5 separate regions of the Mus musculus genome follow, and all the other regions are linked to region 2. The links are chromatin contacts, called in public Hi-C and HiChIP or PLAC-seq maps. All regions are on one chromosome and are shown on one strand. Each heading gives the region's core, a stretch centred on a gene start, on an enhancer-like site or on the middle of the called end of the contact. The rest is flanking DNA. Distances are from core to core; before and after follow the strand shown.

Evidence for each region. Hi-C and Micro-C count contacts between places; a contact is called where the count stands out from the background. HiChIP or PLAC-seq counts read pairs in DNA pulled down with a chosen protein or histone mark.
Region 1: a contact with region 2 is called in an H3K4me3 HiChIP or PLAC-seq map of embryonic stem cells, with 12 read pairs. The contact joins the promoter of Lactbl1 here to the promoter of Ephb2 in region 2. A contact is called at or near these places in 2 of 39 promoter capture datasets (embryonic stem cells and hippocampal neurons), 1 of 15 datasets of contacts at CTCF or cohesin (the NIH/3T3 cell line), 2 of 484 Hi-C or Micro-C datasets (both in embryonic stem cells), 11 of 115 datasets of contacts at active chromatin or transcription factors (craniofacial prominence, embryonic forebrain, embryonic hindbrain and 5 more) and 3 of 9 other capture datasets (embryonic stem cells, macrophages and pancreatic islet).
Region 3: a contact with region 2 is called in a Hi-C map of cerebellum, with 4 times the contacts expected there. The contact joins the enhancer-like site here to the promoter of Ephb2 in region 2. A contact is called at or near these places in 28 of 39 promoter capture datasets (the 3T3-L1 cell line, 3T3-L1-derived adipocytes, the C10 cell line and 17 more), 10 of 15 datasets of contacts at CTCF or cohesin (CD8 T cells, the NIH/3T3 cell line, embryonic stem cells and 4 more), 270 of 484 Hi-C or Micro-C datasets (3T3-L1-derived adipocytes, the AML12 cell line, the AtT-20 cell line and 126 more), 59 of 115 datasets of contacts at active chromatin or transcription factors (CD8 T cells, the HPC-7 cell line, the NIH/3T3 cell line and 38 more) and 6 of 9 other capture datasets (adipose tissue, embryonic stem cells, embryonic tail and 3 more).
Region 4: a contact with region 2 is called in an H3K27ac HiChIP or PLAC-seq map of the HPC-7 cell line, with 19 times the contacts expected there. The contact joins the enhancer-like site here to the promoter of Ephb2 in region 2. A contact is called at or near these places in 20 of 39 promoter capture datasets (the 3T3-L1 cell line, 3T3-L1-derived adipocytes, the C10 cell line and 11 more), 10 of 15 datasets of contacts at CTCF or cohesin (the G1E-ER4 cell line, the NIH/3T3 cell line, embryonic stem cells and 3 more), 74 of 484 Hi-C or Micro-C datasets (B cells, the Ba/F3 cell line, the C2C12 cell line and 30 more), 26 of 115 datasets of contacts at active chromatin or transcription factors (DN3 thymocytes, the HPC-7 cell line, the SCID.adh cell line and 18 more) and 3 of 9 other capture datasets (adipose tissue, liver and pancreatic islet).
Region 5: an H3K4me3 HiChIP or PLAC-seq map of embryonic stem cells shows a contact between it and region 2, with 13 read pairs. The contact joins the promoter of Zbtb40 here to the promoter of Ephb2 in region 2. A contact is called at or near these places in 2 of 39 promoter capture datasets (the 3T3-L1 cell line and embryonic stem cells), 5 of 115 datasets of contacts at active chromatin or transcription factors (embryonic stem cells, memory CD8 T cells, pancreatic cancer cells and 1 more) and 1 of 9 other capture datasets (pancreatic islet).

Annotation. Positions count from the first base shown.
Region 1 is chr4:136,620,646-136,625,117 of GRCm38.p6, reverse strand. Lactbl1 (lactamase, beta-like 1) reads right to left here and starts at 2,497. Exons shown (of 8, transcript NM_001243262.1): 1 at 2,377-2,497; 2 at 1,761-1,833. The coding sequence starts at 1,772.
Region 2 is chr4:136,832,999-136,838,005 of GRCm38.p6, reverse strand. It overlaps Ephb2 (Eph receptor B2), which reads left to right and starts at 1,994. Exons shown (of 16, transcript NM_010142.4): 1 at 1,994-2,236. The coding sequence starts at 2,176. It overlaps Gm31536 (a long non-coding RNA gene), which reads right to left and starts at 2,071. Exons shown (of 5, transcript XR_881502.3): 1 at 120-2,071.
Region 3 is chr4:136,676,992-136,681,406 of GRCm38.p6, reverse strand. All of the region lies in intron 6 of Ephb2 (Eph receptor B2), which reads left to right. Among named protein-coding and RNA genes, the nearest start is that of Lactbl1, 57 kb to the right of the region's middle. Within about 2 kb of position 2,751, at least 9 of the 459 cell types and tissues checked have an H3K27ac peak or open chromatin away from gene starts, as enhancers often do. A contact at or near this core is called in cerebellum and embryonic cerebral cortex, where this site is marked.
Region 4 is chr4:136,650,771-136,655,300 of GRCm38.p6, reverse strand. It overlaps Ephb2 (Eph receptor B2), which reads left to right. Exons shown (of 16, transcript NM_010142.4): 16 at 1-4,530. Among named protein-coding and RNA genes, the nearest start is that of Lactbl1, 30 kb to the right of the region's middle. Within about 2 kb of position 2,935, at least 45 of the 459 cell types and tissues checked have an H3K27ac peak or open chromatin away from gene starts, as enhancers often do. A contact at or near this core is called in the Ba/F3 cell line, the G1E-ER4 cell line, the HPC-7 cell line and 7 more, where this site is marked.
Region 5 is chr4:137,045,921-137,050,670 of GRCm38.p6, reverse strand. Zbtb40 (zinc finger and BTB domain containing 40) reads left to right here and starts at 1,976. Exons shown (of 19, transcript NM_198248.1): 1 at 1,976-2,025.

The DNA of each region.
Region 1 (4,472 bases), core at 1,248-3,747, 210 kb after region 2:
GTGTGTGACGCCACACACTCATTAGCTCACTAAATAACACTTGGGTGGGGTCATTTCTGTGGTCTGTCATTGATGCTTTTTCTGGGGTAACTAAGCGTTTGTTCGAGTCTCCCCAGGAAATTTCACATAACAGCAGTGAATCCCAGGTGTCGCCCTTTACATCTGACAAGGTGACTTGCATCTGAAAGCTCCCTTCCTTGTCCCCGACCTTTCTCCTGAGCAGTCACTAGGCACCCGGAGCTGTACCAGGTTTCTGGGGTGAGGCAGTGAGCCGGCTGGAGGGATCTCCACCCTCTTGGAGCTGGTACCCGAATAGTGCCTGCTGTCTGTGGGAACAGAGCGTCTAGGAGCTGTACCAGGTAACTAAGCGTTTGTGAAAACACATTTTTCTCTGTGTTTATGAATGCACGTGTGTATGCACGCATGTGTGTATGTGTGCATGTGTGTGTATGTTTGAATGTATGTGTGCATGTGTATATAAGTGTATGTGTGCGTGAGTGTATATGTACATGTGAGCATGTGTGTATGTGTGCATTTATGTATGAATGTATGTGTATGTGTGCATTTGTGCATGTGTGTATGTGTGTGCATGTGTGCATTGTGTAAGTGTTCATGTGTGCATGTTTGTATGAATGTATGTATGCAAGTGTATGTGTATATGTGTTCATGTGTGTGTGTGTATTTGTGCATGTTTGTATGAATGTATGTGTGTATAAATATATGTGTATGTGTGCATGTGTGTATGAATAGATGTGTATATATGTGCATGTGTGTGTGCATGTGTGTATGTATGTGTACATATGTGTGTATGCATGTGTACATGTGTATATGTGCGCACATGTGTATGTGTACGTGTGTGTATGTGCGCACATGTGCATTGTGTATGTATGTGTACATATGTGTGTATGCATGTGTACGTGTGTGCATATAGAAGTCAAAAGTCAACATCAGATACCTTTCTCCATTATTCTTGTTTTTTGAGGCGGGATCTCCAGCTGGAACATGAGGCTCTGTGACTAGAGGAAGCCGACTGACCAGAGAACTCCAAAGAGCTGCCTGTCCCTGCCTCCCCGGCACTGGGATTGAGGGTACGAACCACTGCCCCTCAGGTTTTTTATATAGTACTGGGGATTGAACCTGGGTCTTTGAGTACTTTACCAAGTGAGCCATCTCCTAGCTACTTATAACTTTTCAAAGGCCTGAACCAACCAAATATCCTTCAATGATGAATGAAAATATGACTCATAGGTCCATGCAATCGAATGTTACATAGCAACATAAAGAATAGAGTATCTATATATATAATAATATGTATAAATCTTAAATGCACTGTGCTAAGTGAAATAAATAAACCATTCTCAAACGCGGACGGATTGTAGCATCATTTGTATAACACTCTGGAAAGGGCAACAAACAGAACCTGAGCTCAGCTCTGCACCTTCCAGCTCTGGACAAATGACTTCACCTCTTGAAGCCAGAAGACTGCCCCTCCCCCCGGGAGAGCTCAGGTGAGCCCCTACAGAGCTGTGCAGGAAGCATGGATCGATTGGCAAACAAGTTGTGTTACAATAACAAGTGTTAGCTCAACTGTCATAGTTGCTTTACTTGTTCCAGAGAGAAACAAGCAAGAGCAGAGGCTCCGGTGGGGAAGCAGGTGAAGCAGCCAGGGTGGGAAGGAGGGCAGAGTCACTGAGCAAGCAGCTGAGGAGGAGCTAGGGATGTTGACCAAGAAAATGTGTGACTTCCTGATTGGGACTCACCCGAGTCTTCATCTTCCTTAGGGCATGGAAGATTCCAGCTCCTTGAGGATTCTGGCCTGCAGCGCAGGAAACCCTGTGGACAGGAAACTAAGAGAAGCAAAGGCAAGAAGAAGTGGGAGCAGTGGGGAGACAGGGCCCGGAGAGATGGCTCAGAGCTTAAGAGCACTGCTGCTATTTCAGAGGATCTGGGTTCAATTCCCTGCATCTACATGGTAGCTCACAACCATCTATAACCACAGTTTCTGGGGTTCTGACACTCTCCAGGGATGCCAGACCTACCCATGATACAAGCATAAATGGGGAAACATACATACACATAAAATTAATAATAAAGACATGTCCTGGGAGAAGAAGGGACAGAAAATAGCTAGAAAGGGGGTAAAATGAGGATGGTGGGGAAGGAGGACCCCACTTCCCAAGCTCAGAAGCCTGGCTGATTCGCAGTGCCTGATTGTCCAGGACTATCCTGCTTCTTGCACTAGAAGACCCAGAACCCCTTCTATCTCAGGCAAACCTGAAGGAGGGCACCAAACCTACCCCAAATCTACCAGCCTCTAATTCCAGCTCCTTCCCCCACAACCATCTGCCAGGCCCCAGACTCTCACATTTTACCTACTTCCAGAAGGATCTAATGGAATCCACAATTCAGCTCTTTCAACCGGGATCCCTGTGTTTCAAGGGTCTTCCTGAACGCTCAGCATGAGCTTTGCCCAAACTGCCAGCAGCCGTGACAGATGTGGCCCTCATTTCTCCAGCTCTAATCCCTCGCTGTCCTCTGCCTAGAGGATTAGCTTCCCAGGAGCCCTGGCAGCAGGGAAGCTGGGCAGATGTATCAGAGTGCCGGACATCTATGCCATGTGACCACAGAAGCTATAGTCCGGGGGCATGAAGAAACTCAGGAAAAGAGGTGACAAAAGACAGCTACCAGGATCTGACCCTCAGGCCCTTAGAACCCTTTTCCAAGCTCAAACCAGTTCACCAGTCACCTCTGAGAACACAGGTGTGAGCCTTTCTATTAAGTGCCCAGGAGAGCCACTGTTACCTGGAAGTGAGACTCTCTCGGTTTCTTTGTAAATGAGGACAATAATGACTACAGCTAATTAAGTAGGAGAGTGCTTCTAAGGCAGAAGCCCGTGACCTGCCCCTAGGAGGGGCTGGCTCTGCCAAGGCTGGCACTCATGACTTGGCTCTGGTATCAAACTCCCAATCTGGTCCAAAGGCTGACTTTAGATTTTTTTTCTAAGTCTAAGAAAATCTAAGACTGACTTAGATTTTCGGGAATGTCAGAGGACAACTCGCAAGAAGTGGTTTTCTCTTTCCACTGTGTGGGTCCCAGGGATTGAATTCAGGTCATCAGGCGTGGTGGCAAGCACCTCTACCTACTGAGCCATCTTACAGGCTGTCTGTGTCTTTGATCTGCACAGGAACTGCAGGAAGAAGAATCTAGCTTGTCACACTTTCCATCCATCCAAAGGAGCTGATATTCAAAGTTCCCAGGAAGAGCAAGGGCTAAGATTGGAACACAGGACACAGGTCCCCCTCCCCTGGTCCCCAAAGCCTTCCTTATATCTCCATCTGACTGACTATGAGGTCGTCGGGGGGTGGGGGGGTGGCATGTCAAAGCTAGGACTGATGATCTGAGTCAGATAGTTTACTGCAAGGGCCTGCAAGACTTCCCTTAGGGGACCCACCCATGTCTCAATGACTCCACTGTCTTCTGTGGCACTCCTCCTGGATACTCAAGTTGACCCAGCTTCTGGAGGCAGGTGTTTCTCCCTTGTAAATCCGGATTATTTCCAATTCAGCTAGAAGAGAATCCACACCATGTCATATAGCAAATCACCACTAGATGGCAGAAGGTGTACATGGAATGTCCCAGCTTGCTCTTCCTTTAAAGGTATTTTACTGGAGAATTGGTCTTCAGGTTCTATACCTGTGAAACAAGAAAGATCAAACACACACACAGACACAGATACACATTCATATACATACACACACATACTCACATACATACAAAGAAACACACCAGCACACACACATATATACACACATACACACACACACTAGCACATAAACACACACATACACACACTAGCACATAAACACACATACTCACAGCCACACATATATGCACACATATATACACTTGCACACAGTCACACACTCACATATACACTCATACTCACAGAGATACACATAAACATGCACATACACACATGTACCAGCACACACACGTACACATATATACACACACAGCACATACTCACAGACACATATACACACATACACACATACCAGTACATATACATACACATAATAGCACACACATACACACATATACACAATCACACACATACACACACACACACACACACACACGTACATACACATATACACACTCACAGAGTCACACACTCATACACATGCAGAGATACATGTAAGCATACACATATATACACATACACAATGTGCCAGCACCTGTGTGCACACATGCGTGCTCTCTCTCTCTCTCTCTCTCTCTCACACACACACACACACACACACACACACACATACACACACACGTCAGAGAGGAAGGAATTGGCCATCTTCTTTTTTATACAAGATATCTCATATTTCCCTTTAAAATATTGTATTTTAATTATGTGTGCTCTGTGGAGGTCAGGAGATGGAGAGAGGGCGTTGCAGGTAGCTGTTAGTATATCAGCATGG
Region 2 (5,007 bases), core at 745-3,244:
GGCTAACTGAATAAACGTGTTCTATGGACCTATGCAAGGCCCAAGGGATGAGTGTGGGTGTCAGACACTGCTTGAATCCTAGCTCCGATGCGCTATTTGGCCTTGAGCAGATGACTTACCTGGTCCTCAGTCTCATCACCTGAGATGGCCTGCACCTGCCACCAGAGTTGTGACAATGGAGGAGAGGAAAATCTGGAAACGTGAACAGCCCCGAGCCTCATCCCTGGTACCCGGGTTCTCAAAGGATGCTAAAATCTAGTATTTGTATTTTGAATCAAAAAGGATTTTAAATCAAGAAGGAAGCAATTGCTAGGGGTGGGTGGATGGTGACAAGGGTCCCCAGGGGATAGAAAGAAAGCAGAGCTGAATCCACCCAGGATGTAATAGATGGCCCATAAATGTTTCTGGAAATGGGGAGGGGCCACCTGTATACACCAGGGATGGAGGAGAAAAGGCTCAGAGTCCACCAAATCCTAAGCCCCTTGGTTTGTCTGATGAGGAGAAACAGAGAAAAAAAAAAAAAAGCCAGGGCACCCAATTAACTTCTACCCCAGGCAGGAGTCTGCAGGCAACACGGAGTGGAAGGTGTTGGCAGAGAGGGTGATCTTCCCTGTTGTCTTCTATTCTCCCCGGCTCACTTCTGTTCTGCCTCCTTTGCAACCTTCGAGGCCCACCATTTCCAGGTGGCCTCCCAGGCTGAGGTTCATTTCTGATGGACTCTCAATGCTTCAAAGGGTGCCCCAAATTTCCAAACCTCAGTTGGTGTCTCAGGACAGTCTGTCTGATGGGCCTTGAAGGGAAGACATCTCTGGGACGTTTTGTTAGTTTGTGGGACAAAGGGACTGGAGAGGTCTGCACTGGACTTTTAACAGCTTGTCTCTCTAAAGCATTCTTCCACCCACTGCAATGATCATGGCCAGTGCTGTTGGCTAAGTGTGTTTTCAGGAGCGCGGGTCCCAAAGGCTAGGGGCCCTGCCTGGGTGGTTCCCGCAGGATCCCTCCAGTCCTCCCACCACCGGTCTCAGCAAGCCCGCTAATGATGATGGTGATGAAGGCTGTCAGAGCAGGCTGGGCCCGCAGAAATGGAACAAGGGGTTGTGTCCTCCCCGAAGGGACAGCTATGCACAAAACCGAGCAGCCCAGACAGGTCCATTCCACCGAGGGGTGGAGTAGGGGCTGTCGCTAGGCACCCCCCACCCCCGGGCCTCCTCCACACCCCTGCTCGCAAACTGCACCGGGAACCAGATCAACAGAGGAGAAATACAATGTGCGGCTGGGAAGGTCCGCGGGGAGGGGCCGGTGGGCTCGCGCAAGACAACAAGGCAAGGAGGGAAGGCCCGGGGTCTGCCTGCCAGGGCCCGCCACTCCTGCCAGAGAGAACCCCGGGCCCGCGGGCGAGCGCCAAGGCCCACTCTCCCAGGCAGAGGCCCCAGCCCAACCCTAGAGCCTGGGAAAGCCGCCTGTTTTGTTCCCAGCTCCCCCCTCTTTCCCCCCCTCATTCATTGCAGTTCAGTCCCTTTCGAAGCCGCAGGGACGCGGGTGGCAGGGCTCAGGCAAGGGGGTGGCACTCCCAGTCCTGACAGGTAGGGCCAGTCCCCCGGCTTTGGGCAGCCCCTTCCTCGTTCTCCGCCCCCCCGCCCCGGGTCCCCTCTCTCTGCTCCTGTCAGCCGCGCCAGACGATCTCGGCTTTGCAGCATTCAATAAAAATTGAGAAACATTTGGGCTGAAATCGCTGCTTTATCTGGAGGAGCCACAGCGCCGGGAGAGACCACTGCTGCGCGGGGGGGATTCCGGGGTCCCGGACACCCGGGTGAGTGGGGTCACGATGCTCCAACACGGTTGCTGCCCCATCCGAAGGGACTCAAAAGATTTAGAAGATCATGACTCGGGCGTGGTGCAACCCGTGGGTGCACCGGGCAGAGGCACAGGATTGGCAGTCCAACCCCGGCTCCCCCCACGCCCGCGGCTCAGGTGGGCCGTGCCCAGCGCTGGCGGAGCCCGGGTCCCCGTTCTGCCCGGGCTGGATGGCTCATTCTGCTGGCTGCGCGGCGGCGGCGGCTCGTGTGTGTGTGCGCCGCGCCCCGCCGCTCCCCGCCGGCCCCCCGAGCCCGGGGCGCGCGCTCCAGCCCGGGGGTCCCCGCGGCGCCGCGGCCGGAGGCTCCGGGCAGCGCAGCAATGGCCGTGCGCAGGCTGGGGGCCGCGCTGCTGCTGCTGCCGCTGCTAGCCGCCGTGGAAGGTGAGCGGGGATGGGGGCGGGGAGCGGCCGCCTCGGCCCCGGGTCGCCCCCTCACTCGGCCCCGCGGTCGCAAAGTTTGCCCGGGGGCCGGTGCCGGGCGCAGGTGGCCGCGGGGAGGTGTGGCCGGCGGCCACCGCTGGGAAAGACGCGGGGCCCCGCGGGCGCCCGGGCGAGCGGCGGGCGCTGATTGACTGTGCCAGGAGGAGGCGAAGGGACCATCTTGCCGAGGCTTTGTAGCCAGCCGGGTGAGCGCCGCCCAGGGCTGGGGGGTCTTACCACTGCGCGCCCGCCACCGAGGTCCCCGCATCCCCGCAGAGCCCGGCAATGCCTCGGCACCGAGCTCAGGGGCGCGGGCCCGGCGCGCAGTGGGTGCTGCAAAGTTTGGCAGGGAGCGTTCCGAGGGAGGCACCGCGGCCGCGCCAAGGATTGGGGATCCCTGGCCGCGCCCCCTTGGATGCAGCCTGGGCCACCCGAAGAGCAGGGGCACCCGTGGAGTGGAGCGAAGCGCGCGTGTCCCCCACCCTCGCGTCCGTGCCCGCCCGGTCGCTCGCGGCGTACAATGGGGTCCCCTCCCCAGCAGGACTGAGCGGGGGATGGGGCGATGGGCATCACTCTTGCGCGCCGGGTTCTCCGGGTACCTCCGCGGGCCACCGCCCCGTGGGCGACAGAGCTCAGCGTGGAGTCTGGAGCCCCGAGAACTCTCCAGCTGCCGTCAGAGACCGGACCAGATGCTTTGCCATGTGTTGTTGGCCTTGGCCTGGGTCTCTGGGCCTCTCCCCGAGGCCTCGCGCTGTGGTACCACCCGACCCCCCGGGGGCGGGAGTGGCTGCCAGGTGGTCGCAGCTCGCTGGCTTTGGAGGAAAAGTTGTTAGTGGGGGTCTGGGTGTGTCCACCAGGAATGGCCGGGCTGGAAGGACCAGGCGTGAATCCTAATAATGGTTCTCACGTGTACTGTGCTCTACAGTTTGCCAGTCGCTTCAGTTTATGAAGTACTTTGCTCTCCGTGGTTTACAGCGTGCTGCACGGTTGACAAGGTACTTGAAGCCTTCTTTGCAAAGTGCTTGCCGGCCGACAATCTGTGTTGAATCCTTCAGAAGTCTTCCGGGAAGCCAGATGGGTCGAATTTTTACTGGTTTTTAGCAAATAGGGAAACCGCGGGTTCAGAAAAATCCTGTCTCAGCCCTAGCCATTGGGTGATAAAAATAGGCCCTGAGTCTGAGGTCTTTCAAACAACTGGCTGGGTTTTCTTACCCCTAAAGAAGGTGACCCGTTCTAGGAGTGTGCCACCGAGGGCTTGAGGGGTGAGACACAGAGTGCCCTATTCTTGGGTCACTTTGGGGTGAGGTGTGAAGAAGCCTTGAGGGCTCCAGGCACAGCCACTCCAGGCATGGTGGGGGACCCCGTGCTATAACTTAGTTTCTTTCCCAGTAATGAGCATTTTAGTGACCGCAGTGGGGAGGAGAAGGGGGGGGGTCCTTGGATGGCAGCCATAGTGTTTGGCACCAAGGCAGCTGTCCTCCGGCTCCTGCAGGATTTGGCGGCTGCCTGCGGTTTCCCAGAGTGGGGTGGCCAGGGCACTGAGGGTGCCACGGGCCCTGGGTGTGGAGGGCAGCCGTGGAGCCCGGCTGCTGGCGGGGAGCTCCCTGGGAGCTGGTTGGTGTACCGCGTATTACTCCGGCTTTGGGGAAATGACTCATGTGCTGGCCCGCTATACGTTGGGATGTTTACAGTATTATGGGGAGCTTGGCATAAATATTGCTATTTAGGTTGCAGTCAGTGGGGCTGGAGGGGAAGAAAATTGGCCTCTCTTGTGCGTTTGAGAAGGCCCGAGTGTGTTTTTAATTACCGTGGGGTAGATGGAAGGGCCACGTCTGTCCAGCTCTGGCAAGTGGGTGGTTAGAATCTGGGGGGGCTGTGGCCTGGCTGGGCCCTGGCCCTGGACACAGAGCTGGTTGGCAGCTGATGTCACAAGACGGGATGGTTGCCCGTTTGGGGGCAGGAGTAGGAGAACTCTGGAGAATTTAATTCATCATGATTAGCTCATATTGGACTGAGAGAAGGTATGAGGTGGACCCCAGGGGACTGCTTGTAATTCTCTCGGGACGCTGGGGTAGCTGCCTTCTCTGTAGGAGCCTCAGTTTCCCTAGGTAGGGCCTCTGGCTATTCTCTGTGGATTCCATCTTTATACCAGCCATCCCTAAATCCTTCCTCCAAGCCTCTTTTTTTTCTCCTCTGTCACTTAAGGTGATCACAGTGACTGTCTCACCTGTGTGATCGTAAACATCCTACTGAATAGTGGATGGAGAAATAATCCAACTGTAAGAATTGGGTATGCCTTTGTCCTGGAAAGGAAGAGTAGGTGGTACTGCCTATAGCATATCTGGGGCACATTGGATGCTCCAAGATGCAGCCCCGTCTGTGGGACAGTATGGAGGCCAGAGGCCAGGGAGGACAGCCCTGGCCTCCAGCATCCAGAGCCGTAAGACCACCACTGCCTGCCTTTCTTTCTCTTCTGGCTTGCTCTGTCTCCTAGCCCATCACGGGGCTGCCCTGAGCATTACAGCCTAAGGATTTCCAGCTCTAGCCTGTGGAATGCTTGCGAGGAGATGAGGTGCACGTGTGTATGTGCACGTATGTGTGTGCGTGCGCACGCCGGGGAGTGGTTCCCCCCACCCCCGGCAAGAATGGTGAGCATAATGTCTCGCCCAAACCACAAGACCCCCTCCAGGAAAAGCAAAGTGTTGAACATCTGGAGCTGGGCCCAGGGACAC
Region 3 (4,415 bases), core at 1,502-4,001, 160 kb after region 2:
ACAATCGTCCTTGGAATGGTACCCCCAGGCACTGACGGGAGGAGAAACTGAGGGACAGAGGCCCATGTGGCCTGTCAGCACTTTGTGCTGAGAGTCAGAAGGAGGATCTACCCTCCATCTCCCTTTCTTACTCTCTCTGGTGCTCCTGCCTCCCGGCTTTCTCCCATGGTTACTTCTGAGATGACCAGTGACATGTAGCCAGGTCCCTGTCGGTTAGCCCGTCTGCTCAGTCTGAGTGTACATGCCATCAAAGGACAGCCACTGGGTCATTTGACTTCCACTGTTACCAGCTGACGCTGGCTGCAGAGGACTTGGCCATCTGGGGGGCGGGTGTGGGGGGAAGGCTCAGACAGTAACAGCCGTGTGAAGTACTCTCCATACGAAGAAGGTCTCGGCGGTGGGAAGTACCCAAGCATGGCCTGCCGCCATGGCGCGGGTGAGAGGAGGCCTGTATCCGGGACATCTGAGCTGAGGTTTGAAAGCTGAGAGAAGTTTACAGAGGGGTGTGTGATGAAGGCAGCCATTCAGGCAGCAGGCGCAGCGGGCTCAAAGGCCCTGGGGCAGAGTTGAGCAGCTGCGTTCAGAGAACAGAGAAATGATCTCAGATCTCAATATGAACAACACGCAGGGGAGAGAGAGCACGCCACGGGGGAGCCGTTGGAAAGGGAGGCTGGCTGGGGTGTGTCCTGCCTTCCAGGCCTGGTGAGTCTGGATTTGATTTAGAGTCTGATAGAAGGTTCTGGAATGCTGGGATCTGACTCCAGTTGTGTTAAAGATCCATGCAGAGTACTAGAAAGTAGACTGGGGGGAGGGGGGGGTGGCCAGAGACACATGGGACATGGAGTGAGAAATGACGGGTGCTTGAGTTGGGAGGTCGGCAGCAGAGGTGGTGAAAGATGACAGGGTGGGCGTTTTTGATGCCCAGGGCCCCTGGGACATGGCAGGATGACCCTGTGGATGGTGCTGGTTCCAGAGGCAGGGGATTTATAAGAGTAGCATAGCACTTGCTAAGCAGGATATCCTGGAGCAGATGCCAAGGGTCAGCGGAAACAGAGGCCGCAGCGCCTGGGGTCATTCGGAACCCAAGGAGAGGGAGCCAGTAACTGGTCAGGGATCCAGGATCAACTTCTGTTCTGATGCCTCAGCCTTCCGGAGTCACCTGGGAAGGTCAGTCAGGTTGCAAGAGTGAGGTGTGTACCTGACAAGCCATGGCTGCCCCTGACTGGTATCTAGGATCTGCCCGGTACCCACAGTTCATCCCTCTCTGCGATACTTCAGAACTTTTTAGAACAAACACTGGTCTGTTTCCATCAAAGGGCCACTCCCACCTTCCCTCCTCCTCTCTTGCTTCTCCAGAAAGGCCCTTTAGGAATGGTGGTGGCTCTCAGGTCTCCTTGGCTTGGCCTTTCCCCAGATCTACAGGGAACTGCTGCCTTCCCTGAGCCTGAACTGACAGTCATTGCCTGAGGCTGCTGGGTAAATGGCAGCGGGCTCACTGCAGACTGGCCGTTTCCATCCACCCAGTGTCCCTGGGGAGGTGGCCTCCTTCAGCAAAACCTCCCAGAGCCCATGGGTTCGCGTTCTCCACAGCTGGGAGCAGAGACACTGGACCATGCAGGCACCCTGACATCAATGTCAATGTCAGTTCAACAGAAATGTCCAGTCAGCAACTGAGAGAGGCAAGCATTTCAGACAGGGCATGAGGACTGGGGAGAGCGGGAACTGTGGAGTCCAACTGTGTTTGGAGCTGGCTCTGTCCAGAGAAGCCCGAGCCCGCACTCACTCACCTCAGCCGTCCCACCTATCTTGTGAACGATGGCAAAGGCTACTTACTCTCTAACAGCGCTGGTGATGGCAATGACCATGGGAGCTGGCAATTGTGGAGCCACTGTGCACAGTGACAGCATTTGCGTGCTAAAGTTCCTAGCCATTTTCAATGGAATCTTCCCGGATCACGAGGAGTGAGTGGCACTCACTGCTGATAACCTTCCTTTGAAGATAGAAAGGTCAAGGCTTGCTAGTGCATGCCTGTAATCCCAGCACTCTGGAGGTAGAGGCAGAGCGATCTGGAGTTCAAGGTCACATTCCCGCTTAGATAGCAAGGCCAGCCTGGAGATCTGTGAGTCTGTCAACAAAATTAAAAGGAAGGAAAGATAGAAAGAGGAAGGGAGGGAGGGACAGAGGAAGGAAGGAAGGAAGGAAGGAAGGAAGGAAGGAAGGAAGGAAGGAAGGAAGGAAGGAAGGAAGGAAGGAAGGAAGGAGGCAGGCAGGCAGGCAGACTGGGGCCTGATTCTGTCTCCTCCTACTGGCCCTGGTAGGTTTCCCTGCATTTCTCCTATTACCCAGCCAATGGTACTCCAGAGAAACAGCTAGAGCAATACAATCTCTCTAGCATCCCAGTGAGCCATGTGCTGCCTGATTGAATTCTAGAGCTGTGGCATTTATTGCTCTGTTTTCTGGAATGGCACACCGAGCCTCAAGAAAGGGAAAGGGGCCCATCCTGAGGACACACTGCAACTCCGTGGGAGAAAAACTCAGTATTTAAAACAGGGTCTGGTCCTATCTCCATCCTGTGCCTGACTTTAGGGAAATGATCTGCTTGGATTGGTTCCTCACTTCCCCAGGGCACCTGTGACACCAGGGTTTCCTCTCTTGTCCTCATATATAGAAACTCAAGCCCCAAGCGTCCCAAGGTGGCACCAACCCAGAATGTGAATGCCAACCTTTGTGGTGGAGTAGATAGCGTGTTGCACAGCGGCACCTACTGGTCAGTATTGGAATTGCACCCTAGATTGGCCTGTGTGTCACTAAGGAGCACCTATCTACTGAGATAGTGTGTGGCCCTTATCCTCAGAGAAGATGGGTATGCACATTAGAACATTAGAAGAGGTTTTGTACCTACAGCTCCTGGCTGGGACATCCTAAAGGTCCCCATCAGAGTCACCATTTGAGCTGAGCCTTGAGATGGAGAAAGAAAGGACACTTGTGACTTGGGGAGCCTGGCCAAGAGCCTGGTATCCAAGAAAATGAGGGTGATGTGATAGAGCATAGTAGGAGGCATATATATATATATATATATATATATATATATATATATATATATCAGTGATAGAGCACTCCCCCAACATGCCTGAGGCCCTGAACCGCATCCACAGACATAAATAAAACATGGAACCCCAGATTAAATTTGAATGAAGAAAATGTTAATGTATGCCCCAAATAGAGCATAGGCTATAGTTATTTTACAAAGTCAGGACTGGAGAGACTGTTCATTTGGCAAGGTGCTTGCTTGTAGTATAAGCAGGAGTTCCATCCCCGTGCACATGTTAAAAAACAAACAAACAAATAAACAAACAACAACAAACTACACACAGCAAAGCACACATAAAATTCAGGCACTGGTGAAGGAGAAGGTGGATCCCTGTGGCTTGCGGGCTGGCCGGCCTAGCCTGATTGCTCAGGACAGTGAGAGACGGTTTCCAAAGAAGGAGAGGAGGGGAGGGGAGGAAAGGAAGGAAGGAAAAGACAAAAGTGAAGAACAACACTCTTGTTGACCTCTGACCTGCACACCCACAAATACATATAACTTTGTAAATATATTCATTGAGGCCATGGATGTAGTGAGTAGAGTGCCTGCCTGGTATGCCAAAGCCCCTAGTTCTACCCCCAGCACCATGTAAGTTGGATAGAATAGTACATGTCTGTGATCCCAGAATATAGGAGGTAGAGGCAGGAGGATTATCTGTTCAGGGTCATCCTTGGCTACATAGCCATCTCTGGCTGCATGAAACTCTTATGTCAACCCCCCCACCCAAAAAAAAAACTAGAATAAAATAGAAGTTGTGTGTTTATCTGAGCAGCCTGCGCTATGTGCCCGGGAGATCAGAAGCTGGGGTGGCTGGGGAACCGTGGGGACGTAGCAGGGGAGCCTGGCAGGTGTGGATCATGAGGGATCCTCGGTGGAGTCGGCTTTCACAGAGCTGGGCAAATTCCATGTTTGATATGGGAAAATAAAACGCAACCCCCACTGACAGTCACGACGACACAAAGCGAGGGGCATGGCAGGCCTCCCTCTGGCATCTCAGGGGATGATGTTCTTGGAGCTCCAAGGAGGGAAAAACACACACAGCTGGGGAATCCAACAGGATCCCTGAAAGAGAGCAGAGGAAAAATAGCCTCCTTTCTGGCTGCCCTGCAGGAGCCATCCTGGCTCCCTAGCATGTGACATGACAGGAGCACTGTCTTCTGCAACCTTGTATCCCAAGCTCTTCTTTACACCCTGGCCTTTCACCTGCTGCTCTTTGTGCAGGAAGACCCTCTCTCTCCACCCCATGGCTCCTGTTTGTTCTTTAAGGTTTCATTCCAGAGCCCTCACCACCCCCACTCCCACCCCACCCCCACACACTATCCAGGGA
Region 4 (4,530 bases), core at 1,686-4,185, 180 kb after region 2:
CTCTTCCTCCACGCCGCCCCCTGAGCCCCCCTACATCGGTCCCCCTGCTGCTCTGTCCACTACAAGGTCAGCCACCTGCCAGGAGGCCACAGACAACAGGAAGAACCAAGCAGCACTCCAGCCAAGCCGTCACCAAGAGCCCATGCAAGTCAAAGGAAGGAAAAGGGGATTGGGTGGGGGGGACACGCACCTAGATCTGGGAGGGGGCGGGACAGGCAAGAGACGTTCGTTCCAAGAGGATTCTCATAAGGGAAGTGACGGTTCTTAGAGGAGAAAAGCAAAAGGCTTGGGAGATCCACATGGCCTGTCCCCGTGAAGGCCAAAAAGCATTTTCTCTCCAACTCCTTCTGGGAAGGTTGAGCTGGCCAGAGCCAAGAAACACTTCCAGGAACATTAACATGAAGGGAAGAGGTGAGCCACCCTCCTTGCCTGGCCTTAGCCGTTTCTTGGAGCATCACTAATGGCCCAGCCCCCAGGCACAAGGGGCAGAGAGACAGGCAGTCGCCCCAGATAGGCTCCGGGGAAGTCCATTCCAGCTGCCACCGGCAGACAGGAGGATAGTTGTTCTGTCTTGGGAGACGGTTTCCAAAAACTCCGAGAGACTTTCTGCTAATGGTTCAGGAGGCGGAAGAGGAGCTCCTGGCCTCCCAGGTCACGCCAAACAGGCTAGATCTTCCTGAGGACAGCCACCCAGGTCTGCAGCCCCACAAGGCCCTGCTCCTGATCAGCCTCAGCCAGAGGACGAGGAGGCAGGTGACTGTCATCAGCCTCGACTGCCACAGAGAAGCATACTCTTGCATCTGGGTTTGTTTACAGCGATTCCGTGGACCGGGGGTATTTTGATCAGGGGTGGTTTTGGTCTGGGAGGGTTTTGTTTGTTGGGTTTTTTTAAAAAAAAATGACAATGAAGAGACACTTTGACATTTCCTACCTTTTGAGGACTTGATCCTTCTCCAGGAAGAAGGTGCTTTCTGCTTACTGACTTAGGCAATACACCAAGGGCGAGATTTTATATGCACATTTCTGGATTTTTTTATATGCTTTTCATTGATACCCTTCCCTCCTCCCACCTGCTGCCAGGCCTCACCAAAGCCAACTGTCACAGGGCCACCTGGGCCACTCAGAGACCTCAGTGGGACTGGGAGAGTGGAGGGAACTACATCAGCGCCCACACTGGACCACAGACGGAGGCAGATGAGGGCTCCAAGGCCGGAAGTCCTCCCTTCCTCCCTGTCTGCTCTCATGCTCTCCGCCCTGTTCTATCTGGCACTTCCCAGGCACAGAGGCCCCTTCAGGTTCCTGGGTGCTCTTCAATGGCCAAAACTCGATTTCATGTCTGGGAGCCTGGACCAGGCTACCCGGGAAGTCAGGACCCTGATCATTCACTGTGACACCCCAGCCCTCCAAGGGTACCCCGGGAGACCACGTGACTCTCTCTCTCTCTCTGTCTCTCTCTCTCTCTGTCTCTCTCTCTCTCTCTCTCTCTCTGTCTCTCTCTCTCTCTGTCTCTCTCTGTCTCTCTCCCACTCCTTCTTTCCCCGAGGCCTTTGCCTGGGTCTGAAGGTCTTGGCCAGAGGAACACCATCATCAGTCAAGGGGTCTGGCCGCAGGCTCCCCTGTGAGCAAATGCAGGGAATCCGAGCAGAACAATCGGTTAGTGAATTGAATGGAAATAAATGCTTTAGTTATAAAATGACCCCTGTACTCTGTAAGTTCCAAGAAAAAGATCCTGGCACCTTTGGGACCTGCCAAATGACTTTAATGCTCTTGCAAGGGACTCTTCCCCCTGCCCCTCAGGATCCAAAAGGCCCAGGCTGAGGAAACTCATGGAGGCAATCAAACAAACAAACAAAGAAGCTCATGTAGCCTTCTTAGCCTAGGGTCATCAGAAGCACAGGCAGAGAAGCGTAGGCACTGGGTTGGCTCAGCTCTGCGTTGCGTGTACAGTGCCTGGCTAAGTAAGCCACGTTAGAAGTGGTGGCCCGTGGACCCCATTCAGCCACAAATGTAACCCCCTCCCCCACACAATGCTGTCTCCTGTGCTAAGGGCTCGGACTTACTGTGAGTAGTTCTTTTGTGTGGAGGAGGAGAAGGAGGAAGAGAAGGAAGAGGAGGAGAAGGAGGCAGGAAGTGTGTGTGCTGCAGATAAGACTGTTAGAAGAGGAAGGGGTATCCCAGAGACAGCTCATCTCAGGACCATTTCCTTTGTCTGGTGAGCATCTTTGAGGAGCCTATCCATGGGGGAAGATTGAGGCCACAGGCCACCAGCAAAAGACCCTGCAGTGAGCAAAACCATCGTGGCTCAGCCTGTCATCTGTCCTTCACCTATTCTCAACCCGGGAGCAGAGGGAAGGAAGGGATTAGAGAGGAAGCTTGTCCCTGGGGTAGGGACAGCGGGCCTGGACACAGGGCAAGTATTGGCAAGTTTCCCACAAAGCAGCAAACAGCGGCCCGTTGGCCATCCCTTAATGGCCCAAAGACACCCAGCGCGGATGGCAGCTGTCCCAGCACACAAGGTCACCTTCTGGTGGGAGCTTCTCTGATGCTCTGCAGATTAACTGTCTCCCCAGCCCACCTCCCACCACCCCAGAGCCCCACGAGGCCTGGCAGTCAGTGTTTCCGTCAGATGGCTTCCTGCCTTAAGCCACTAGGCTGGCGTCTTCTAGCCAGCTCATCTGCCCATCCACCCTCTAGTGCCCAAAGTATTCGTGTAAAGCCGTAGGACTCTACATGTCTACTTCCAGAATACGGGTGCTATCCAGACCTTCTGTCTCCTCTTCAGGGTACCAAACAGACACCGTCACTGTGGCAGTCCTGAGTGTAGGCCCTGCTCACTTCTCAACTACAAGACATCGTCCTCCCCCCACTCCTCAATGCTCAGCAGGGAGTGGTAGGCCCTGCTGCCAAGCGCCTTCCACTTAGGCTGCCCGCTCACATGGGCACACAGCTTGGAGCTATCTGCTGCCTAGTTACTAATCCCTTCCTGGCTCCACCCCCCATCCATCTCCCCACTCCCAGCCCCCCCAAGCACTAGCTCCCACCTGCCCAGCATCAGGAACCGCTTCCGGCTGTTCAGCCCAAGCTTGTTTCTTGAGGAAAGAAAGCTGTTTTGTGAACCTGGGCCAGGGCACCATGGAAGTGGGGCCAGCTGCTCTGGGAGAGTGTGCCTGGAAGAGCCACTCGGGGCCAAGTTAAGTATGACGGAGCTGTGCCACCCACCCCAGAAGTCTCACAATGGGCTGTTAGTGGCAATCAACAGGCCTGTTCCTGAGCCGGTATTGAAGGTGTCTTGCTGGTAGGTTGGTAGCACGCTTGCCTGGCATGCACAAAGCACTCGGTTCCACCCCCCAGCACTGCATAAACCGGATATGGTAATATATGACTGTAAACTCGGTACTCAAGAAATGGAGGCAGGAGGGTTAGAAGATCAGTGGCATCCTTAGCTACTTAGTGAGTTCAAAGCCAGCCTGGGCCACATAAGACCTTATCTCTAGGAAAGAAGTTATGGTCAATAGTGACATCCTTAGTGCTAGACCCACTGCTTCTGAGCAGACACAAGAGTAGCAGAGAACACTTATACAATCTACTTACCAGCTGGGCCTCAAGTCCACCCTTTCCAGTATCCAGAGCGCCCACCTTCTCTATGGCTGAGAGGTCTATGCTGCCCCCTTGTGGGCACTCACTAACATTGCACCCCCTCATAGATCCCACCCCTTGCTGAAGGACTCCCACCGGAGACCACCACCCACCCCAATGCCACCCTTGCTTCTCCAGGTGCCTGTCATTTCCAGGGACAGTTCCCAGAGGAAGACCTTTGGCAGGGAGAGGTGCAAATGCACTCAAAAGACAAGATGTAACCTACTTCTGTCACTAACTAGGGCCACGGGCCCCAGGAGAGACTGTTCCTCACTGGGCCATAGCTTCTCATCTATAAAACAGGAGCATTAGGCTGGGTGCTGCAGGCCTGGAAAACCCTTTGTCCACCTCGGTCCCGCAAAGTAAAACACTGGTTCAGGGCCACGGCTCCAGAAAGGGCCACAAGCCTTGGCTTCCCCGCACCAGGGTCCACCCGAACATGGTCACTTAGGCGCAGAAAACAAAGGAATCCAGCTCTGGCGTATGAGGCAAGAGAAAACCAGATGGGATGGGCTATCAGGGTGGGCTTTCAGGGGGAGGCTACAGGCTGAGAGAAAGGTCACTCCAAAACGTAGCAGCTTCAACAGTGCAGCGCAAAAACATCTGGAGGTGTTGTGGGGCATGAGTTGGTGTGAGTGTAGGGCATGGAATTAAGGTCCAGCCACAGAGGCTACCAAGCAGAGATTAGTAGGACTACCATTAGATTATAGAGCAGTGGTTCTCAACCTTCCCAATGCTGCAACCCTTTAACACAATTCCTCACGGTGTGGTGACCCCCAACCATTTGTTGTGGTTTGATTTGGCTTTTTGAGACAGGGTTTCTCTGTGTAGCCCTGGCTGTTCTGGAACTCACTCTGTAGACCAGGCTGGCCTTGAACTCACAGAGATCCACCT
Region 5 (4,750 bases), core at 727-3,226, 210 kb before region 2:
CCCAGCACTGAAAAAGAACCTATTCTCTGCAACCACTGTCACGAAAATTATGTATGCATAGTGGCCTCTTTTCTTGTGATCCCTCCTTTTAATCCTTGTGTAATACAGAACCTGGCTTAGCAGAGGTGCTTAAAACTTGCTTGAGATGCAAGTCACCTCCATTTCTATGCAGAACAGTGGCCAGTAGCCACATTGTTCTTTAAAAACACTATAATTTAGTACTTACTTGTGGAGCACCTATGTGCTGAGCACTGTCATAGGTATTTCCTAAACCTGTCAGCTCTACATTGGGGGGGAGGGGCTCCTGCTATAAGTGGGGGATCAGTCCTCCCAACAGCCATAGGTGAAAGTCTAGAGGCTACGGAAATGATAAATCTGATGCTGATGGTGATCTGTGTGGGTAACAGTGGCCAGGTGACCGTGCACCTGGTAGGGCCCTATCAGATACTGGTTTGACTGTGGCAAGAAGGTAGTGGCCGAGTGCTGACAAACCACCGACAGGGAACATGGTGTGGCACCTTGTCAGCTTGACACAACCTAGAATCTCCTGGGAAGCGTCTCCCTAGGGGATTGTCTACATTGGTTTGGTCCCTGTGTGTGTGTGTGTGTGGGGGTATCTTGAGTAAACCAATGTCAGAATACTCAGTCCACTGTGGGTGGCCCCATTCCCCAGGCAAGGAGTCTTGAACTGTGCCTGCAATCCAACTGGGCACAAGCAAGAACATGCATGCATTCACTTCTCTCTGCTCTATGGATGTGGTGTGATTAGTGGTTTGAAGTCTTTGTCTTGCCTTGACTTCTCCAAGGTGGTGGACTAACCTGCAATTGTAAGCTGAAAAAAATCTTTCCCCCCTTGGTCCTCCTCCTTCTTCCTGGTCTTATTATGTAGCTCTGGGTGTCCTGAAACTACACACACACACACACACACACACACACACACACACACACACACACACACATCAAGGTAGCCTCACAATTCAGAGATCTGCCTGCCTCTGCCTCCAAAGCACCAGGATTAAAAGATGGGTCACTAAGCCTGACTCATTAGACTTTTTTTTGGGGGGGGAGGGGGTTCAGGATATTTTATCACAACAAAAATTAACTAGAACAGCTGCCCAGAGTGCTCTAATGACCCAGAGTGTTCTAATTATTTATCTTCAGCAGTAGCTGCAAACTGCAGTCACAGTATTAGATGACAGAAATTTGAGTGACAGCTCTGCTCCATAGGTTCGGTTTCTGTTTTAAAGGTATTGCATCAAGTCGAGCTGACAGCGACAGTGCTGGGGACGACTGAATATTGTCATTGCCCATGGAACAGCTGTAATCACATTGGGAGCTAGACATAGCAACGAGAAGCCTGGATCTCGGACAAATGGGTCTCCATGTGATGCAGGGACAGCTCTCATGACCAGTGCCAATGGGGCTCATGTTAACTGGATCCGATTCACATCCATTTGACTGCCAGGACACTGGACTCGGGGTTCATAACCAGCGTGTGGTGCTATAGGTTAAAACGTGAGAGGATAATGGCAAAAGAAACCCCGTGTACACCCATACCAAGCCCAGTCCAGAAATCAGTCTCGTTCTCGCCCTGCACATGACTGTTTGTTACAAAAGAAGGAAAGAAATCTTTGTCGTCTCTTCGCAGCAAACCTCAGAAGTGGCTAGGTAAGGGATGGATCATGCTATGGAACATGCTAAGGAAACATCTCCCAAGGTACTGTGAGGCGAAGGTCAAAGGTCAAGAGCAGACCAGGTTCCAAACTTGGAAGCCTGCCATTGGTAGAAAGCGTGCACGTGATGCAGGGACAGCCTTCTCGCGAGACCGTCCCCCAGCACGTGACTACGGCGTGCGCACATCCGGGCTACGGCCCTCGGCGTTTTCCCCGGCCCCAAGATGGCTGCCTTTTGGCGTCTCCAGCGCTGTTGAATGGAGAAAGCTTTATTGTTCCCTTCGGGCAGGAGTGTTCGTGTCCTCAATGGCGCTGTCAATAAAGAACGGCAGTTTGAATCGGTGCTGAGCAGGTAACCATAGAAACGGCGCTGGGACTCTGCGCGGAGACCCCTGTCGCGGCGGAGGCTCCCGAGACTCCCTGAGTGAGGGGCGCCCCAGGACCCCTGGGGGACGCAGGGGATGCGCGGAGCGAGCTCCGCCTGGCTCGCGTCGGTCACAGCCGCCGCCGTCCGCTGTCCTCGGGACGTGGCCCCCGGGAACAGCCCTCACTTCGGGCGCAGCCTAGGTTGTTGCGTCCCGTGGAAGGACGCGGGACACTGCCTGGCATCTGCGGCCCTCACTCCCCGGCTCCCGGGCTGTGCTGCGGACGCCCCGGCCCAGAGGGCTCCCTCCCATCTCTGCTCTCAGCTTTTGTTTATCCGCTGTAAAACAGTTGCGGGGAAATAGAAGTCGTGGGAAATAAAACTTCAGCTCCCAGCAGTGAAGTTGCACGGAGACGCAGCTATGGTCGTTTTTTGTTTTCTTTTTAACGGGTTGTCCGGCCGCTCGCCTGCCGCGGGGCGGGGGAGTGCGCGCAGTTGCCCCGGCTGCTTTTCGGCTTTGATGGAAAGGTCCATAAAGCCAGAGTCATTTCTCTCCGGCGCTTTACAGAAGTTTGCCAATCCTGGCCCGAGGCACAGTTGACACGATATGTGACTAGCTTCCATGATGCCGTCAAGCTAGTGGTCTCTCATTCCTTACAAAGCTATCACCCGCCCAGTGTGTGCAATTGGCCATCTATTTTATGTCTCTACGTAGCTTTGCAGTGTATTTTCCCTGCACAAAACGTGAAGTGTGATTAGGGTGTGCTAGCTTATAGGGCTGGCAATGTGAGGCTGTCGCTGGGAAATCCCCCTTGTATGATAGCCTAGGTCACATTACCTCAAACTGTAAGTTTTCTCCCTCTGGGAGTGCTCTTCCTTGGAATTGTATCCAAATCTTGGTGTGGGTTATAGCTGTTTAAGCAATCAATGTAGGGTTAGGGTTAGGAAGTGCAAATTTTCAGTGCTTGGCATAAATTATGCTCAATGTAGACATGGTTCTTCGGTGACAGGTTCCCATTCTGTCTTGTGCTTGTTTTGACACAGACCTCATGTAGCCCAGGCTGGCCTGGAAATAAATAAATATACGTATATGTATTTGTGTGTGTGTATATGTATACACACATATTATATATATACATATATATATATATATATATATATATATATATATATATATATATAGGCTGGCCTGGAAATAAATACATATACATATATGTATTTGTGTGTGTGTGTATATGTATATGTGTGTGTATATGTATGTATATATATGTATATATATATATATATGTATATGTATATATATATAGGCTGGCCTGGAAATAAATACATATACATATATGTATTTGTGTGTGTATATATACACATTTATGTATATATGTGTATATACACATGTATATACGTATGTGTATACATATATATGTATATGTACGTGTGTGTGTGTGTGTGTATATATATATATGTATATATATATATACACACACACATATCTCCAGTTGGTTGGTCTAGAGCTCCTGCTCCTCCAGTCTTCCTCCCAAGTGCTGAGGTTACAGGCGTGTGCCTCTTGCCAAGCTCCATCACCCAATTTTTTTTTTTTTCTTTCGAGACAGGGTTTCTCTGTGTATCCCTGGCTGTCCTGGAACTCACTTTGTAGACCAGGCTGGCCTCGAACTCAGAAATCCACCTGCCACTGCCTCCCGAGTGCTGGGATTAAAAGTGTGCGCCACCACGCCCAGCTATCCATGACCCATTTAACAGTTATTTTGGTTTTTTTTGTTTTTTACACCTATGCTTGCATGAGTTTAATCAGTTGTTCAGGTGCTTCTACTATGTGCAGGTATGATTCCTAGAAATGTGTTATTACACAAGAGGACCACGACTTTTGCCTCTTTGTGGAATTTAAATTCTTCAAAGGGCTTCGGTAATGTATAGGTGCACAGAAATAATTCTCCTTCTTTAAAAAAAAAAAAAAAAAAAAAAGGCCTGCTGTGCAGCCCAGGCTCACCTTTAACTTGAGATCTTCTTGCCTCAGCCTCCAAATGCTGGAATTACAGTTGTACATCACCCTGCCTGTCTGGCAAGAATGAATAATTTCAGATACCTATCTCATAGCATCCTAGCAATTAAATAAGTAGCTAACGCTCACTGAGCAATTTCTTTGTGCCAGGTACTGGCACTAAGGCTTAATATGAACTGTCAGCCTGTGACACAGATAGTGTTAGGATTAACATTTTACCCAGGGGGAGATGGCTGGTGTTACATGGTTTATGCATAGGGAGTGTGGAGCCGCAATAAACAGATCATGCCCTGCTGTGTTCCGTCTGTTGTCTTTCCTGCAAGCTTGTGAGGTCCACAAGAGTCATGCCACACCTTGATCTTGTGGCCTCAGCTACTAGCCAATGCCACAGCTTCATGTATCCATAGGTTCGTAAATATACACATTTTTGAGGATTCATTAAACAAATACCCGGGAATTTGTTTCACACCAAGAGCTCAGAGCTGGGTGGCTTGGTGCATCCCAGAGTGCTTTTGTTTGCTCTTACAGTCTGGACAGTGCGGCTTCCAAAACAACAACAACAACAACAACAACAAAAATCCTAATAGTTCAAGTTTTCTTTTTGGGGTGGGGGTCTTCTTGGTCATGAACTGGTAAAGCAACCTATCCTCCTGCCTCAGTGTGGAGTGCTGGGATACAGTGTGTTTGCTGGTAATTAAA